Linked DNA regions of Mus musculus: region 1 is linked to region 2. The links are chromatin contacts, called in public promoter capture Hi-C maps. All regions are on one chromosome and are shown on one strand. Each heading gives the region's core, a stretch centred on a gene start, on an enhancer-like site or on the middle of the called end of the contact. The rest is flanking DNA. Distances are from core to core; before and after follow the strand shown. Region 1 overlaps Atp9a (ATPase, class II, type 9A). Region 2 overlaps Nfatc2 (nuclear factor of activated T cells, cytoplasmic, calcineurin dependent 2).

What was found. Capture Hi-C pulls out chosen DNA fragments and counts their contacts.
Region 1: a promoter capture Hi-C map of liver shows a contact between it and region 2. The contact joins two enhancer-like sites. A contact is called at or near these places in 2 of 9 other capture datasets (embryonic stem cells and liver).

Annotation. Positions count from the first base shown.
Region 1 is chr2:168,724,637-168,728,247 of GRCm38.p6, reverse strand. All of the region lies in intron 1 of Atp9a (ATPase, class II, type 9A), which reads left to right. Among named protein-coding and RNA genes, the nearest start is that of Atp9a, 15 kb to the left of the region's middle. Within about 2 kb of position 2,052, at least 71 of the 459 cell types and tissues checked have an H3K27ac peak or open chromatin away from gene starts, as enhancers often do. A contact at or near this core is called in liver, where this site is marked.
Region 2 is chr2:168,554,500-168,558,169 of GRCm38.p6, reverse strand. All of the region lies in intron 3 of Nfatc2 (nuclear factor of activated T cells, cytoplasmic, calcineurin dependent 2), which reads left to right. Among named protein-coding and RNA genes, the nearest start is that of Nfatc2, 34 kb to the left of the region's middle. Within about 2 kb of position 1,704, at least 72 of the 459 cell types and tissues checked have an H3K27ac peak or open chromatin away from gene starts, as enhancers often do. A contact at or near this core is called in liver, where this site is marked.

The DNA of each region.
Region 1 (3,611 bases), core at 803-3,302, 170 kb before region 2:
CCCGTCCTCCCCCCATGACTCACGGATTCATGCACTCCGTAAATATTTACTGTGTACCGACACTGTGGCTGGCAACTTCAGTGCTGGGGACACCAGAGGCACACTCCTGGCGGTGGCAGCTTGCATGCACCAAGACACATCGTGTGTCCTGGGAAGGCTTGGGTGAACTTGGAGTCTTAGGTGTCAGCCAGCGCTCTGCCCTAGGTGTGTAAAGCTTGTCTGGGGAATTGTGTGTGCTCCGTGCAGTCTGCAGAGCTTAAAGAACTCCACATGCCCCTGCCCTGCGGCCACCCTGCCCTCCCGGCCCCCCATCCTTTCTGTTTGCTTTCTCCTCCCCCTTCCTTTCCTCCCACTCTTTCTTTCTCTCCCTCCTTCCATAGCCCCTGTTTCTAGGCCTTAGTGAGGTCTCCAGACCCTTCTCAGACCCTGGGTCTCAGCTTGCAGACTGAACCCATGCTGGCCTGGTGCTTGAAGGTCGCTCATTCCTGTCCCAGCCTGTGCATCACAGCTGTGGTATCACTGAGACTTTCCAGCAGTCGCTAACCCACGGGCTGAGCCTTGGGGTCATAGTCACGAGTGTCCCTCCTGAGTCAGTGGGTATGAGAATGAGAGGGCCTATGGGACCAGGAAGACCTTGTACAGCCCAGAACTACAGCGAGAAACCCCGGCTCTGGGGCCCCAGTGGGATGATTGCTTTGAGGCAGGGCCTCATGTAGCCCAGGCTGGCCTCACCCTGTCCTTACCTCAGAGGACTTAGATAACAGCTGTAGGTCATCCGATGAGCTGCCCAGTGGGGTTTTTAAATCACAGCCCTTCCATCTGGGAATTAGAGTGATAGTTCCTGGTGCAGCACCTAGTGATTATTGTCCCAAGTCTTGGTGCTGGGTTGGGATGCAGGGCCTTTGCATATGCGACACAGGTGCCACTGCTCACTAGAGTTAAAGCTCAACCTCTAAGAATCCATGTGTACGTGCGTATGTGTGACAACGGAGGGTGAAGGGGGCGTTGGCTCCATCCCTGGAGCTGGACTGTGGCGGCTGTGAGCTGAGGATTCGAGTGCCTCAGCCTCCACTAACATTGCAGTTGGTTTCCCTCTGAGGCTAGTCAGTCAGGATTTTCCAGCTTGTTTTTACTATTGTAAAGTATAATTTTTGTATTGAAGATAGTCTTGATAAACTTTATATAGTTTTAAAAATTAAATATGTATATATATTTTGCTAGGTGTGGCACACACCGTCAGACCTGGTGCTTAGGAGGCCGGCCTGGGCTACATAGTGAGATCTTGTCTAAATAAATAAACAAAAATTTTATTATTGTCTTGTTGGGTTGGGGGTGGGTGTATACCATGGTCCTCATGCGGAGGCCAGATAGTTGTAGAACTGTTCTCTCCTTCCATCCACATGGGCCTGGGGACTGGGCAAGCCACGAGGCTTGGTGGCAAACTCCTTGACTTGCTAAGTCATCACGGGGAACCTTGTCTTTGGAGGAATTTTTATTGGCCGCATTCTCAAGTGAGTAGATGCTCAAAGGGTCTGATCACATTTTATTATGTGGGTTTCTGGAAGGTTCTACAAAAGCAAGACTAAGTACGTTATTCTGGTCTTTCTGAGGTAGGGTCTTACTATGTAGCCCAGGCTGGTCCCACAGTCTCCATCAGGGCTGGGATGACAGGTGTGGTCACAGTTTGTCATCTCAAGCTGCTGTGGGTGAGAGGGCTGGATGCAGTCATGTCTGGCTTCTGTTAAAAGGGGGGGGGTTGGTAGCATAGGGGGGGCCAGGGTTCCGTGTCTGCCTGCTGACAATGCCTGGTCACTAAGCTGGCCTCACACTCCCGGCCTGACTGTGTCGACATTTCTGTGTCGGAATGGAATGTGCCGCCAAGGCTGACCTTGAACTCCTGACTCTCCTTCATCCTCCCAAGTGCTGGAGTAATGGTCACTCACTGCAGGACTGGACTATACAGGGTCCCGGCAGCCTTTCCTATGGCCTTGCTGAGGCTTCTCCGTGACAAGGCCCCGCCCACATCACAGCTGAGCTGTCTGTAGCAGTGGCTTGCTGCTGGTCTCCATGGGAACAGGGGAAGGGAGAGGAAAGTTCACAGTGAGGTGGAGGTTCCCCAAGGCCTGGCTGGCTTCAGAGACTCAGATGCAAACAGACTGTGTGGTTCAAGTTTGGGCTCAGCTGCTTTTACCCATGAACTGGAGCAACTGAGTTCCTTTTTGAAAAATGCCAAGGTTAATACCAACCAGTGCTTTGTTGTTTGGGATTTTTATTTAAAAAAAAAAGGGGGGCTGGGCAGCTGTGGCATATGCCTTTGATCTCAGCACTCAGGAAGCAGAGGCAGGTGGGATCTGTGAGTTCAAGGCTAGCCTGGTCTACAGAGCGACTTCTAGAACAAAAGAAACCCTGTCTTGACCCTCCTCCCCAAAAAGGAGATCTTGGTTATTTCTCTTCTGAGTGTTTTGCCTTCATGTACGTATGAGAAACACAGTGTCTTACACGCGTTCTCACGACCGGCCAGGAAGAACACAACAAACCAGAATCTTCTGCGGCAAAACTTTATTGCTTACATCTTCAGGAGTAAGAGTGCAAGCCCCCCATTGCTTACATCTTTAGGAGCAAGAGCGCCAGAGCGCCAGAGCGCGCTCTATTGTTTACATCTTTAGGAGCAAGAGAGCAAGCCCCAAAGCCCCAAGCCCCAAAAGCGAAAAGCCCCAAAACGAAAGCGAAACCCCGTCCCTATTTAGGAGAGTTATCCTTCGCCTAGGACGTATCACTCCCTGATTGGCTGCAGCCCAGGGCCGAGTTGTTGCCACGGGGAAGGCAGAGTACATGGGGTGGAGAAATACCCTTGGCACATGCGCAGATTATTTGTTTACCACTTAGAACACAGCTGTCAGCGCCATCTTGTGACGGCGAATGTGGGGGCGGCTTCCCACAACAGTGTACCTGGTATCGGGGGTCTGTGGTATTGGGGAGTCCTGGGAGCTGGAACCACGGAGCATCCTGAGAGAGGCACTAACCATTGAGCTCTGGTTCCTACAACAGCAGGAGGACTCTTGAGTTGCTGAGCCATCTCTCCAGACCCAGTTTGGGGTTTTTTGAGACTTGGTCTCAATATGTAGCTCTAGCTGGTGTGGAACTCACAGAGATCCCCCTGCATCTGCCCCCTGGGTGTTAGAATTAAGTCTTGTGTCATCAGACCCGGCTTTTCTGTATTTTGTTTGAGACGTGACATGGTGGTTTGAATATGCTTGGCCCAGGGAGTGGCACTGTTTGGAGGTGTGGCCTTGTTGGAGTAGGTGTGTCACTGTGGGCCTGGGCTTTAAGACCCTCATCCTAGCTGCCTGGAAGCCACTCTTCTCCTAGTGGCCTCCAGATGGAGATGTAGAACTCTCAGCTCCTCTTGCACCATGCCTGCCTGGATGCTGCCATGTTCCTGCCTTGAGGATAATGGACTGAACCTCTGAACCTGTAAGCCAGCCCCAGTTAAATGTTGTCGTTGCCTTGGTCATAATGTCTGTTCATAGCAATGGAAACCTTAACCAAGACAGAAGTTGGTGCCAGGGACTGGGGTATGACTGTGATAGGCCTGACCATGCTTTTGTTTG
Region 2 (3,670 bases), core at 455-2,954:
GTAGTCCTCACCATCATCAACAGAGACAGCATTGGGGTGTCTAACAGACTTAGCAGGAATCCCAGAGGTTTCCCCTGGACTCCCGGGCCTCTGCTGGCATCCCATATTCCCATCTGATAGTCATGGGAAAGCTGTCATGTCATCTGACGAAGGTCACATCGGGAGCCTGCATCAGGAGCATTCAGGAAACCTCACCTCTGCCTGCTCCCGAGTGGAGCCATGTCAATTAAGCCATGCTTCGGCACCTCTCCTTGGTCCATCAGAAAGTGGTACAGGGATCCAGGGTTGCTGGCGTGCGGTCTGTGGGTGCAGTGTACCATTGAGGCCATTGTGCAGGGCAAGGATTGTTTTCTTGGCAGCTTCTGCTACCTAGTGAGTGTTAAGTCCTGGACACATGTCCCCAGCCCTGTGCTAGATACTCGTTAAGTACACAATGGGTGTGGCTCAGGCATGCCCTGAGAATGTGGTAGAAGTGTGGGCTTCTTGAGAGACAGAGAGAGCCTATGGCACCGAGTGACCATGCGCATGTTAGCTCCTGAGATGTGTCCTTCTCTTCTCGGGGAGAGGTCTTCAAATCATGTAGCCAAGTGTGGTCCCTCATTTGCCTTTCTAGATAAAGTTATATTAGCACACAGTGACGTCCCCTCATTTAAATGACATCCATTGTGGCTTTGCTATTGTTAAGGCATGGGTGAGTATTATTGACAGAGACAGCGTGGCCTTCAGAGGCTGAAGGATGTCTGATCTTGTCCTCTGTGGAGCAGGACATGGGAATGATGGATTGACGAGAGAGACCGTCACCTCTGATGGAAGGAGATGTGCAGCCTGTCAGGAGGGAGGAAGGGAGGGAGGGAGGGAGGGAGAGAGAGAGAGAGAAAGAGAGAAAGAGAAAGAGAGAAAGAGAGAGTGGGAGGGGCCACAAGGGGTTGTAAAGATGCAGCCTGGCGACTTCCTGCCGAGGTGTTAGAGATGACATTAGGTAGAATCGGAGTGTGGGGACGGGATAATTAGTATGGTCATCTTGAAGGCTCTGAGGACACTGCTTGCATGGGCGAACTTAGGAGTTTTGGTTTCCATGTGAGTTTTGCTGTGACACTTCCGAGGTTTTTTTTTTTTTTTTTATAAGACACTAGAAAAGCCAAGTTCCCATCAGCCCTCAGTGAACTGTTAAAACAAACAGTGCTCTGACACGTGCCTCCTGGACTCTAACGTTGGCGCAAAGGTGGAGACAGGCTATAGTAACCATGCAATGTAATTACTTGAGAGGTGCAAGATGGTGTGTGCAGATGAGGGAGGGACCCAGTCCCTCAGCCTTTGCTCAGCTACTGTGCAACTTCAGTTACTACCCAACCAGCAGGCATTGGATGAGGAGACAGAGACGTGTGTCCTGCTCCTTGTCTGTGCCATCCAGTGGCTGTTTTATCTGCCTCCTGCCAGCCGCTTCCCCCCACCCCCCATCACCCTCTGCGTCTTTGCTATGTGTCACTTTACAGTCTGTCCCCATACACCCTTCATCCGACAACTTGTCACACCATAGGCATTTAATCGGCTATGTGAAGCACAATCCAAGGGTCCTGCTTGTCTCTTAGGCAGCCCCGGGAAGCCCTGTTTGCCTCAGCCTCTCAGATGCACCATACCCTGGGTGTTGGGCGCTAGGCGTGTGAGGCAGGCTGGCCCTCGGTGGCTTTCCTGTGCTGAAGGAAGCGGAGGAAGGAAGCTGCAGTGATTCGTGGGGGGCATGTCAGTTCACCGGGCCACAGCCAGGCTTCGCAGGGCCCTTGTCTCTGTGGCCAGTGTGCCTTGGGCCAGCCTGAGGCTAACAGGAGCTAAACTTCATGGGCTAAGCACAAGTTAGTTTTATAAGACGAAGAAGACGGAAGAAAAAGCTTCTTTTTCACTTTCCTTTTTTAATCGAGAAGTATGCTGTGGGTGTTCCCCTGCGGTTCGCAGTCAAAGGGAGCATTGTCTTTGAGCTCCGAGTTCCCCTTGGGGCTTCGATGTTGCGTGTGGCTAACTTTAACTTTGAACTAACGCTTTTAGGACTGGGCTCGGGTTGGGGTCCCAGGCCTGGCTCTGAACAAGGGAGCAGGCTTGTTCATTGTGCCTAGTGAGCAGGCTGCCCCATCTCATCTCCCCTTCCTGCTCTGAGGTACCCCCTCCTCCCCACTCCCCTCTTTTCCTTTGTGAGCAGAGGGCAGAATGAGTTGAAGCTGGACGAAGCGACTGTCCCTAGGGAACATGCTGGGGTGCTGATGAGCGGGAACCAAGAAGGACCAAGGGCTAGGTCAGGGACTTTCAGTAGGAATCGCAGGGAAGAAAGAATTAAGAATTACAGCCTCATATTATGTTGGGATGGTGTGCTCAACTCTGATCTAGTACGTGGGAGGCTCAGGCAGGAGGATTGCTGTCAGTTTGAGGCCTGTCTGGGCTACGTAGTAATAGTGTATTTCAAAAAAACCCAAGGCAAAGGAAGTCTGAGTGACCCCAAAGCATTCCTCCCGTATGTGTGCGCCACATTGGCTGTGGACTTGTCCTCTGATGCCTTTTCTGTTTGGATCTACTTCTGGTAGATTTTCTGTCTGGTTTTCTTGGTGAGGAAAGGCTGGGCCTGCGTGCACAACCTTGGACCCTGGGTGTGGATGTGATTTGTAGAAAGCCATGACTTGGGAAGTACAGCAGCCAGGGAGAAAGTTGCTATGATTTGTTTGGGACCTGGCCGTGGATCCTGGCTTGGGAAGCTCGCATCCCCCGTCAGAGCCGGGCTGGAGTGATGGTTCTTAGTGGGAAACCCTTTATCCTGCCTCCGACTCCAGCCAAGCTGCCGAGGACAATGCTGCTACCCTTGCTCCACTCCACGGTCTTCCCATCTCTGGCCAGGTTGGCCAGCAACCTTTTTATTTAGTCAGATGAGGCTTTACCAAGGGTCAGCTACACATAGGGAACTTGTGGGTTACTTGAAGCAGAAATGGGTGAGGGAGGCCACATGGGTAGTAGAGTGAACGAGCTAACAATAGAGGGGGTGGCTTCTAGGGGTTGATTTCCACTGCCAGGAAAGAGAAAAATGGCCAGGCTGAGTATGCAGAAGGAGCTGTGGCAGCAACCACATCTGGACTTGTCTTGAACAGCCGACTGCTTGTTGCTCCTCTGTGCTGGGTGCCTCGGCCTCTCTGGACTGTGGTAGAAAGGATGTGTGTAGCATGGGGCTCATTCTTGGAGTGAAGGCAGCAGTGGTTTTGGGCTTCTTCTATGTCAAAATGTCAGAGCCTACAGCGAGACTCATGGGTACACTGAGGGACGCTGATGGTTTAAATTGATGATATCCTGGGAGGAGGGTAACTGAGTCCTTAGAACTCTCTCCAGGAGCTGCTCCTGCTAGCTGTCCCCACAGTCCACAAGGCAGTGACTGTGTTGTCCCATATACTCGCAGCCCAGTGTGTGACTGGTGCTTCCTAGCCTTATGAATCTCAGGCTCAACAGTGTCAGCAGCTGGAGGCAGTGTGTCTTGGGTCCACTCTATGCTAACCTCCTGCTGTGCAGGGCAGTGGGGAGATTCCTGCGTGGGGGCCTGGGGCTGAGGTCAGCATGGGTGACAGGATCCCGCATAAGCAGAACTGTCCTGTTTCCATCACTCTGTCCCCTGGAGGCGCAGTCTGGACAGCCTTCTGGTTGG